Linked DNA regions of Mus musculus: region 1 is linked to region 2. The links are chromatin contacts, called in public promoter capture Hi-C maps. All regions are on one chromosome and are shown on one strand. The core of a region is the stretch at or near the end of the contact, and the rest is flanking DNA. Distances in the headings are between cores, read along the strand shown.

Evidence for each region. Promoter capture Hi-C pulls out the DNA fragments that hold promoters and counts their contacts.
Region 1: a contact with region 2 is called in a promoter capture Hi-C map of pre-B cells, with 2.8 times the contacts expected there. The contact joins the promoter of D030045P18Rik here to the promoter of Hace1 in region 2. A contact is called at or near these places in 3 of 39 promoter capture datasets (cranial neural crest, hippocampal neurons and pre-B cells) and 1 of 115 datasets of contacts at active chromatin or transcription factors (differentiating embryonic stem cells).

Annotation. Positions count from the first base shown.
Region 1 is chr10:45,806,250-45,811,846 of GRCm38.p6, reverse strand. It overlaps D030045P18Rik (RIKEN cDNA D030045P18 gene), which reads right to left and starts at 4,143. Exons shown (of 3, transcript NR_040624.1): 1 at 3,891-4,143.
Region 2 is chr10:45,574,418-45,580,073 of GRCm38.p6, reverse strand. Hace1 (HECT domain and ankyrin repeat containing, E3 ubiquitin protein ligase 1) reads right to left here and starts at 2,245. Exons shown (of 24, transcript NM_172473.3): 1 at 1,924-2,245. The coding sequence starts at 1,999.

The sequences.
Region 1 (5,597 bases), core at 2,894-5,393, 230 kb before region 2:
GCAAGATAGAAGAATAAAAAAGAGTCAACTTGTATATAGCTATTCAACTCCTCTAGTTTTCACTGAGGGTCAACAAGAAACAGGAAAAATTTGTATAATATACTAAATAATTACTAACTTATTACCTATAAGTAATTCTGTATGTGTATAGACCTTCATCATTCCCGGGTTGTGAACAAGAGAAATGTGTCCATTTGAAAGGCCACCTCAGCAGTTCACACTGTGTGATCCAATGCTCATGAATTCTCTTCCCTTAGCACAACTGTGGAAAGGGAGAGACTCTGGACCTGCACAGAGAAGGGTCCATTCATAGCAGCACCAGCTCCCAATGGGTAGGTGGTACTGGCCACTCCAACCCGACCCAGTTTCCTTAGAGAGACCCTGCAAAAAGGAGTCTGGAGCCACAGGCAGGGAAAGGTTTAAGAGAAAACCCGAATCCAGGGCTGACTTTCTAAAACAATTATTGGAAAATTGCAGAACTGCTCGCCCCAGGAAACCTGAAGGAAAATATTTTGATTGTGAGAGTGCATTTTTCACAGGGCACGCAGGTGCACTGCCAGGCAGTGTAAGACAGGGGCACACCTTGTGAGATCCCTGTGCTGTGTTGAAAGAAGCACAAAATTTAAAGCCAACGTTTAAAAAAAAATCACCAGTTCTGGTAAAACTTCAGAATAGAGGTCCAGATGGTTTTGTTCCATTTTTATCTGATGGATTATTAATTGTAATCACTGCACACAATTTGCATTTTAGGACAGCTAATGTTTCTCTTGTCTTCAAACTCCAGCTAACACTTCCTTCTCTGCCTAAGAATTTTTTTTCTAACCAATCTTCTTCCCTTTCGCCTCTCAGACTTGTTCAAACTGATACCTGAGAGCTAATTTACACCTCACTGTTTTCAAAAACAATCTCATATAACAGTACCAAGAGACCTACCCCTTTTGAATTAAAAGTCTAAGTTCTAATTTTCAGTTTTTTTTATGGATTATATAAGTGGGCACAATTTAGAGGACATACAAAATGCACCATCAGGATAATTTTTCCATCCTTTATTTTCTCAACATACTTGTGCTGGTAACATTTAAATCTACCTTATCTCCTTCTTCAAACAGTGGTTACCAAATAATAATTAAAGTAGGTAAGCTTCCATGTTCAAGGTACATTAGAGGAGGAGACCACAAAGGGCTTTGCAATATAAGCAAGTGCCTGGGTTCTGAAAGGAGTTGAGGGACACCTCAAAGCCATTGGAGCCTAAGTCTGTAAGACCCCTGAGTAAAGGGACCTTCTGAAAGAAAACAAAGATATTACAATTCAGCAATGTGTGTAACAGAAACAGAACCATCTTTAGAACAGCTATATATTTTCTGTACTCTAGGAACATGTCCAGTGAACACTTAAAGGTGTCACTGTTCCATATTAGAATTTTTTGTTTGTTTGTTTTTGTTTTTCGAGACAGGGTTTCTCTGCATAGACCTGGCTGTCCTGGAACTCACTCTGTAGACCAGGCTGGCCTTGAACTCAGAAATCTGCCTGCCTCTGCCTCCCAAGTGCTGGGATTAAAGGCATGCATCACCACAGCCTGGCCCATGTTAGAAATTTAATATCAATATATACTTATATCAAAATTTAACATGAATTTATTTCTAGAGAGAATCTCTTATAAGCAACACCTGTCAATAAAATGCCGATGGCCAATGAGCTGAAGCAGGAAAAAGGAGGTGGGACAATGGCAGGAAGAGAGAGGATTCTGGGAAATAGGAGAGATATAAAGGAGTGAATAAGGGGAGATGCTAGGGGAGACACTGAGGAAGAAAGAGGTCAGGACAGAAGGAGAGGTTACAGGCTGTGTGGAAGATATAAAATAGTTTGGATGGGTTAAATAAGTTACAAGCTAGTCAGAGAATGAGTCAAGGCTCGTAGCAAAGACATTTATTAATAAATAATTAGTCTCAGAGTCTTATTCTTGGAGAAAGGCCTGGAAAGGAAAAGCAGTTTTATTTATTTTACATTTTTTCTGAAAGCTTTTGTGACCATGCCGTTTGTTGATGGTGTACCCTGCTTCCTGGAATGGGAGAATACTGCACTTAACTGCCCAGGCAAAAGAAGTAGATCTATATGAACTGCTGTGGTCAATCAAATGGGAAGTGGATGTTTTCTTTCTATCAAAAAGAGTGAAGGTTGGAGTTAATTGTCAACTTGACAGAATCTGGCGTCGCCTGGGAGAAGGGACCTTGAGCATGGGTGGGACGGGTGTCTAGATTATGTTGTGTTGCAGGAAGATCCACTGTGGGTCTTACACCTGAGAAAGCAGAAGTGACTGAGCACTAGCATGCATGTGTCTGCCCCTTCCGCTTTGCTGCTTTTCTGCAATGTGAAGAGCTACCTCAGTCTCTGCTGCTGGGACTTCCCCAACATGCTAGCCTATACCCTTGAACTGTGAGCTGAAATAACCCTCCTTAAGTTCCTCTCATCATATCCCCCGTGTGTCAGACACCATGGGGCAAAACTAAAGCAGGATAACACTCTTGAGAAAACGGTTGTCGAGGCTATAGGGATGGCTCTGCAGTGAAGACCACTGAGGGCAGGACCATTGAGTTCCTAACAACTACGTGGCAGCACACAGTAACTCCAGTTCCAAGGGATCTGACACCCTCTTCTGGCCCCCTCAGATGCCAGGGGCATGCACAAGGTGCACATATGTTCATGCAGGCGAAACATACACCAACAAAACAAAAGCAAATAAATATTTTAAATGGTGATAGGCATGGAGAGACATGGACTTTGAGAGCAAGGGTACATTGTCACTCAAAACCCATCTGACACTGCCATTAATAACATAGCAAGACCTGAAACTTGGCCTAGAATTCTTCTCACTATAACATGCTATCAATAATATATTGATATATATAGCTTTCTGAAATAACAATCTACATGCAAAATGCCTTTCATATAATACTCTCAAAGGTCAGTTGCTGTTATTTCTGCTTTAACTGAAGAAACTATGGCAATGAGCCGTGCATGAACAGAAAACATCTCCACTTGGTCATCCTTGAAAAATGTGGTGTTAAAGTTTCCACTCACATTTTCGAGCTAAGCTATATGCCTGTACAGGAAATACAAATTATTAATAGCAGTTCCAGTATCTTATAAATGCAGAAAGTAATAAATATAAAAATGTTAAGTACACAGAGTCGATGATAGAGAGGATTTGTTTATTTGCACGATTTATGAAATTGTGACCTTGAAACTCTCATGCAAAAAAAAAAGCCATTAATCCCAATTTGTAAAGTACATGGGACCCACAGCAGGAGTGGTAATGTGGATAAAAGGCAATGTAAGAAGGCATAGACTGTCTTTTATAGCACATTTGTCAGCTTCCTTCCCATTAAGCCTGTTTTAAAAGGTGAGGTATATTTCTGACCCTAAAAAGTTAAAATTACTCACCCCAATCAATCTGGTATTGTACATTGAGATATACTGCCTTCTTCCACAAGTACTAAAAAATTTTATAAACCCTGAGGTAACCAGAGATGAATTTCTTAATAAAAATTCAATTTGTAAGGTTTCAATATTATTTACTTCTTGATTATAATTTGTGAGCCTTGCCCAATACAGCCACATAACTCCCTCCTCTGGCAGTGGAAGTTAAATTGATTGGGCCTGTTCACTAAATAACACATGAGCTGAACCATTTTTTTTTCTTCTCAAGTCTCTCATACTGCCTTGCTATTTACTTTCTGTCAAAATAATCCTTGCATGTCAGCCACCAGGCAAAACATAGACATCTATCTAAGAATTTTCCTCTCAGTTTAGTAAATGACTTTATATTGGAAAGTCTTTCTGCTCACGCAAAATTCACATAGAAGGGGAAAAAAAAGGTAACTCTGACATACCTGTTTCACCATTGTGGGAGGAAAAAATGCTGACACTGATCCTTGCTTCTCCCTCAGACCAAGGAATACGGCTTTATTTTGCACTTCCGGTGCTATTCATTCTCAATAGTAATCACCAGAGACTTAATTACACCTTCGTGTATGCCGGAGCAGAGGCATACAGTGTTAGTCCACAGGGTACTTGTGGGAGGGGCACATGGAGGCCCTGGAACTTTCCATTCTGCCTAGTTTCCTGGAATTCTGGCAGGACAACGGAAGTCCGCATGGATGCTGCACTGTTGGATGCTGGGAGCCTAAGAAGAAATCCCATTGTGTCCTCCCACAACCTTATCAGTTCAAGACAGAAATCCTCAGGCAGAGTCCGTTTCTCCAGCGAGGGACATTGCTTGGACTGAGAAGCCAGGCCACATGCGGGTCTGTAGTAGAATTGAAGCAAACTGTGCCCCTTGAACGACCTGTCTGACCAACTGTTAATCATTATCCAAACCTCAACAGAGGGGGGGAAATAACAATAAAGACCCTCAACTCTCACTGCACACGGTGGGATAAACGCAGGCAGCACCCAAGAGCCCAATAACACGGAGAGAGCAAAGCTGAAACTGGTATTTAATCTCTGGGGAGAGGAAAGAGGGCATAGAAAAGAGAGAACTCTAATTGAAACCGCACAGAAGCCCCCAGTCAGTGCTTCACGCTGACAGTCTCGAAGCCTGTGTGGAAATTGGCTTCACAGTCTTTGTTTCCTCTGGGCCACATGCTGCGAATCTGGTTACAATCATAGCTGTTATTAATCAGAACCGGGCTTGGGTTGCTGGCAAGTAAGTGGTACCAGGATGTAAGCTTTTATGTGCAGATACACAGGCTCCATTGACTTTGCCCTCAAATTCCCACATACTGCTCATCAATATGTACAGAATGCTCTCCAGAGCGGAACATCCAAGGCACGGGAAAGGCCAGGGAGACTGACCAGAGAAAGAAATTAGGAACGACAGATGTTTGACTTCTGCAAGGTCAGAGAGGCCGGTAAATAAGGTCCAGAAGCAGAGAGCCAAGGCTAGGGAGGTCTTGCCCATCAAACCTCGGCTCCAAAAGCACTGCAAAGTCACGTCCTGAGAGAAGATCAACAGCGCCTGAAGCAAGCAACTCTGGTGTCAGCCCAGAGCTCAGGTTCAAACACCTGGCTGAGAAGCCTCTGGCAAGAGATGACAAGTGTGGCTAAGTGGCAGACCATGTGCTCAGCATGCACAAGGCTCTGGAGTCAACTCCCAACACCAAATAAACAAACAGATAAATAAAAAGTTGGCAGAAAAGCCAAGCACTTGCTGGGGATTGGTGATTTACATAAAGGAGAGCAGCTTGGGAGTGGCTGACATATAAATTACATCTTTCTACAAATTCCCTGACTTCCTCCTCACCCCAACACCTACTAGTTGGCACAGCAGCATCTACACTCATTCTGGCTCTACCATATTCCCAGATCACTGGCTAGAGTGCTCACTTGCCTTTTTTCCTGGGTAGTTTCAGGTTCATTCTTACACATCAAACCAATATGGCTTCTTCAGTATGTGTCATGGCCAATTCCCCAACTGGGAGGAACCCCAGGTACGGACAAAACAGAGAATGGGAAAACCCCTCTATACATTTCTTATTAATACTTGTTTTTCTTGTAACACTCACATACACAAGATTACACAGGTGCATACCGGATGC
Region 2 (5,656 bases), core at 996-3,495:
GCCTTAAAGTGCAACCACAATAATTTGTATTTTTAGAATTCACTGAACATGATGATCTACCTGAAAGAGCCAAACTAAGAGAATTCAAAGATTCATCAAAACAATGGTAAATTCAAAGAACAAAATGAACAAATTCACTGTAATCAAATGAAGATGTGTAATCAAAGAGATGTGAGCAATATGCCATTTTTTGCCTAGCAACAAGAGGAAACACTTTATTTTTAATTGTAATATTTAAGTCTCCAAGCACTCAGACTGCTGACCAGAACTTCCCAAAGACTAGGTTAAGAAACTGATAATTAAGGTCTTTTAAATGTCGGCTGTATAATTAAATCCTGCTCATCTTCTAGGAACAAACCCTAAGGAAACAGAAGACTAAGCCTTAAGGACAAAGCTGTTCTTTTAAAATCAGTAAAAACATTAAAATGTTAAAAAGCAAGTTTTTGTTTCATTCATCCTACCAAGTCCTGCCAAATCATTAACTACATTTATGGATACACATCCACGATGTTTTCTAAACACAAAACAAGACACTGTATGAAAAATGTTAGGTAAAAATGCAAAAAGATTGTTTACTATTGTGAATAGAATGACAGATTTTTCTTTATTTTTATTATCAAATCTTTCTATAATTAAAATATACAAAATATATAAATATATTTAAATATAAAATGTTTAAAACCAGGAAATATTATCAAAGCCTTTTATATCATATTTATGCAAAATGCCGGATATAAGTTAACAATACAAATAGCAATGTTAATAACCTACGCACACAGCCCTCATCAGCTGTTACCAATAGATAGCATGACATCAGGAAATATGTGAAAGCAGCCCCTAGTGAAAAGATTCACAGAGGAAATAAAGAAAAAGTTGAAGCTGACGTTTACTTCCTAAAACTAGATTGTTCTAAATTGTTTCAGTCTAGGAAAGTAACAAATTAATATATATATATATATATATATATATATATACTCAGAAACAGTTGCCACAAATTTTCTCTACTCAGAATCATAAAGAATAAAACTTTTCAAAAAAAAAAAAAAAAGTATCCCCAAACTCACAAACTCCACATTTCTTTTCATCACTCTCCTTAGCTAACTAAAACGAAGTTGGTGGGGGGGCGGGGGGGGAGGTGGAATAAAGCAAACTGAGCAGAGCAAGGTAGGCGAATGCCTAGAATCCAAATTCTTGGAAGGCTGAGGCAGGAGGCTCTAAAGTTTGCAGCCAGCCTGGGTTACAAACCTGACTGCCTTGTCTCACCGCCACTAAAATTAGTCTGACTTCACAAGGCATCAAACAACGCCCCCAGCCCCGCCCCACCTCCTCTATTTGGAGTTTGCCAAAGCAAAAGTTCGAAACAGAGCTTTTATTCCGGTGTGAATTCACACACACACACACACACACACACACACACACAGAGTTCTCACCCAGCCCACAATTCACACACACACACACACACACACACACACACAGAGTTCTCACCCAGCCCACTCAACCCAAGTCTGCAGGACTAAACGATGGAGGCAGGCAAGCTACAGCAGGAATGCCTGCTACACCAACAGAGCTGCACAAACACACCTGTCTGGTGGCTGCCAACCTTTGTCTAGTGCCAAAACCGAGGCGCCCCGCATTTCAAATAAATCCTAGCCCGCCTACCTCACTCTGTAGCTTAAGCAAACCCAGCACGTCCCCAGCCCGAGCCCGTGCGAGGCGCCACCGCACCCTTTCCCAGTGCGGGGCCCGGACCCCGCGGAACGCATTTCCGCTCGGACCGAACCCCACCGGACAGCCCGTCCCCGTCCCCGGTCCCCGTCCCCGCCCCAGCCCCAGCCCCCGCCGGCCGCGCCCCCGCGCCTCCCGCCGACTCCCCCCGCCCGCCAGCCTCGGAAAAGTGCAGCGCGCGTTCTCCGGGCGCCTCACCCTCGGGCAGCTCCACGGTGCGCGCGCGGCGCAGCGAGCGCGTCAGACGGTTGAGCTGCTCCATCGCTCTCTCCATCCTCGGCGCGGCCTCCGCGAAGCCCCCGCCGCGCCCGCGGCCTCCGCGACCCGCGCCCTACATCCCCGCACAGGCCGGGAGAAGGAGCGAGCTCGCTGCGGCCGGCGCCCAGGAACGCTAGGATGCTAAGCCGAGTCAGTCCGCCGCACCGACGGCTGCCAACCAGACCGCGCTGGGGTGGGCACCAGCCGCCGCCTCCGCTCGCTCGCGCCTTTCCTGCCGCGGCCCCGCTTCCCTCCTGGGCTCGCGAAGCCTTCTGGGAACTGTAGTTTCGAGCTGGCTGGGCCGCACTCCCCGACGGAGCCACGCCTCTATGGCATCTATGTGGTGATCTGTAGGTTAGACTGAGCAATTTGTGGAAATACTTTGTGGGCTTTCACGCGCCCTCACGTTCTTCCCTCCAAAGTTGTATAAGAGCATCCTCCCTCGGTTCTAACACACCCCAGTAAAGCAGATTAGAGAATTTCAGTTATTCCTAAATTCATCACCACCAAGCTAAAACAGATGTACTTTTCTATAAACAAATGCCTTAACTATCCTGCTTACAAATTAAATTTTGAACAGTAATAAAACTCAAGTTCGAAAGCAAAATTGTAGGTTTTTTTTTCCTTTATTGTGACTTAACAATGCCTTGTTTCTCTTGCTGAGTACATTTCTAAGAACAAGGACACAGCTCTATCGTATGCCCCGTCATATATATCCCTGTACTTAGCACAGAAAATGATGCCAACTCCAAACTTTGAGGAAAATCTAAGTGACAAACAGGAAAAACAAATGTTAATTTGGTAAAATGCAATCTCAGTTCCCATGACAGGCCCCAGTGGGCGAATCAAAGACTTCAAAGCTGGGCATGATAATACATACAGGTTATTCCCAGCACTCAAGAAGCAGAGGCAGATGGGTCCTGAGTTTGAGGTTAGCCAGCACACACAATGGAGCCCCGTTTTAAGATGATGGAGGTATGAGCTTTGAGCCTACTACATGTAGCCCAGGCTAGCTTTGCATTTGATGTGTAGCTAAAATGACTACATTCTTTGTCTCTACCTCCCCAGGGCTAGGATCTGTACTGCAGCCCTGAAGGGAAAGACTTCCCCTTCACAAGTGTTACAGCTCTGCTCCGGGCTGCAGGAGGGGGGAGTTTTCCCAATACAAGTGTAACAGCTCTCTGCTCCAGGAGAGGATGCTCCAGTGAAAGGGTTACATCTTTACTAGAGAGGGATCCTGGCAATCCAGAGCCAAAGAATACCACAAAGTCACATCACACACAAGACCTCACACAAGAGGTTTAGTAGAAAGGCAAAACCCAAGAGAGTGGCTGCCACTGCTCCGATGAAAAGCAGCAGGGAACTGAGCAGAAGGCAGGGCTTATATAGGCTTATATATTTATCTTATATAGGATTGTTGGGGCTTGGAGGTGGAGCTTTCCAAGCCAAGCTTGGGTGAGCGCAGGGGTTGGTGGGTTTTGCTCTTCAGAGATTAGTGGGTTTTCTTGTTCAGGGACTGGTGGGTTTTCTTAACCCTTTTGTCCCACACTCACTACCACACCTGGTAGACACAAAACCTCAATTATGACAAAAATGGTTTAATAAAATTTAAGTTGGAATTAGAACAATGGCTCTACAGCTAAAAGCACTGGCTACTTTTCCAGATAACCAGATTTGCTTTCCACATAGTAGCACAGGGCCATCTGTAATGCCAGTTCCAGGAGATCTGATGCTCTACTCTGGCCTCCAGGCACTGCATACAAATGGTGCACAGACATATAAGCAGGCAAACACATAAAAACTTAAAATATATATTTTTTTTCAGGGACTGGAAAGGTGGGTCAGAGGTAAAAAGCATGTTCTACTCTTGCAAAGTTTGGTCCCCAGCACCCACCTGGTACCCCACCTGGTACCCCAAATCTAATATAGTCCAGCTCTAGGGAATCAAACATACTTTGGTGTCCATACCCATGCAGAGAACACAGAATCAAGAATAAAATATCTGGGCCTGGAGAGATGGCTCAGTGGTTAAAAGCACTGAATGCTCTTCCGAAGGTCCTGAGTTCAAATCCCAGCAACCACATGGTGGCTCACGCCATCTGTAATGAGACCTCGTGCCCTCTTCTGGTGTGTCTGAAGACAGCTACAGTGTACTTATAAATAAATAAATCATTTTTTAATTATCTTTTTAAAATAGTTTAAGGGGCTGAAGAGCTGGCTCAGCAATCAAGAGCACTGGTGCTTGCTATTGCAGAGGACCCAGGTTTGCTCTCCAAAGCCCACCTAGTGACTTAACTGTCCTTAGTCTAGTTCCGGACACTCAGATGATCTCCTCTGGCTTCTGCAGGCATTGCATGCACATTGTACACTTACCAGCAAACAGAGCACTCACCCATACAATAAAAGTAATAAATCAAGACTTCAAACAGGCAAACATTTAAAAATCTGAAGTGTGAATCAATCCAATCTGTGGTGAACATAAGAATGACGACTGAAAATGAAAAATTAAGGGAGGAGGCCTCTCTCGTCTATCATCACCAGCGCTGAGAGATGCTGGAGTGCGTGAGGAACAAAGGAATGGAGATTCTCACCTTGTCTCTCAAAGAGGCAAAGCTTCCCTTGCAGTGAGTTCATCAGTGTAAGAACAAATCTTGCCTGATCACCTCCTTTTTAGAAAGAGATACTCTCTGACCTTTGTGCAGAGTCTAAAGAGGAAGAGGGTGGCTGGCATTGGTGTCCCTTCCCAGGGAGGTTCTAATCAATTCCAGCCTACATGTGACAGTCACTTGTGCTACAGGCTCAAGGCAGAGCTTCATCATCTTTACTTAACCAGTTAGTTTGGATGAGACCCAAACCTGTCTGGCAGGTTTAGAAAACCCAAAGCTTCAAAGGAAGGACAAAGGCAATAGGCCAACCAAGGTGGTGCTCAAACTTTGCAACCTGGTATCAAGTGAGAATGTTCTGGCTCTGTGTCCTCCTTAAAACATCCAACATGTCAGCTTCCTGTGGTGCGTTCATTAGCTTAGAATGCTCAAGACCCAGGACTTGGTTTTCATTACACACACACACACACACACACACACACACGCATATTAAAGGATAGAAGGCTTGGTGCTTCAGAGTCCCTGGCTACCCTTGCAGAAAACCTAGACTCAGTACACAGAATCACGTGGTGGTTCACAATCATCCATGACTTCACTTACAGGGGATTCAGCACATTCCATGAGCACTAGACACAAAGGCAGTGAGTATACATACGAAAATATACTTAAACTGATAATGAACTTAAAAAATAAATAGAAGGAAAGGAAAGCCTGTTTTGGTGCCAGGTCTGATAAAGCATGACCTACTACTGCCCTGGTGTGAGCCCAGAGGCTCCAGGTCAGTCTGGGCAACAGAGTGGAAGCCTGTCTCAAAACAACCGGTAAGAAGGAAGGATTGCACTGTTACATGAAAAATTAGTCCCTCAACACTTATCTCTGACAAGATGCAGTCATTCCATGGACTTTATGTAGAACACCTCCAAAGTCCTCTAGGCATTAAGCCCAGACATAGATTATGTAAACAGGGGTAGATTCCAAGCTGACTTCATTGTAAGCACTGTTCCCCAAGTTGGTCACTGTTTATTACATGACTGGGAAATACAGAAAAAAACTTACAGAAGAGTAGACTG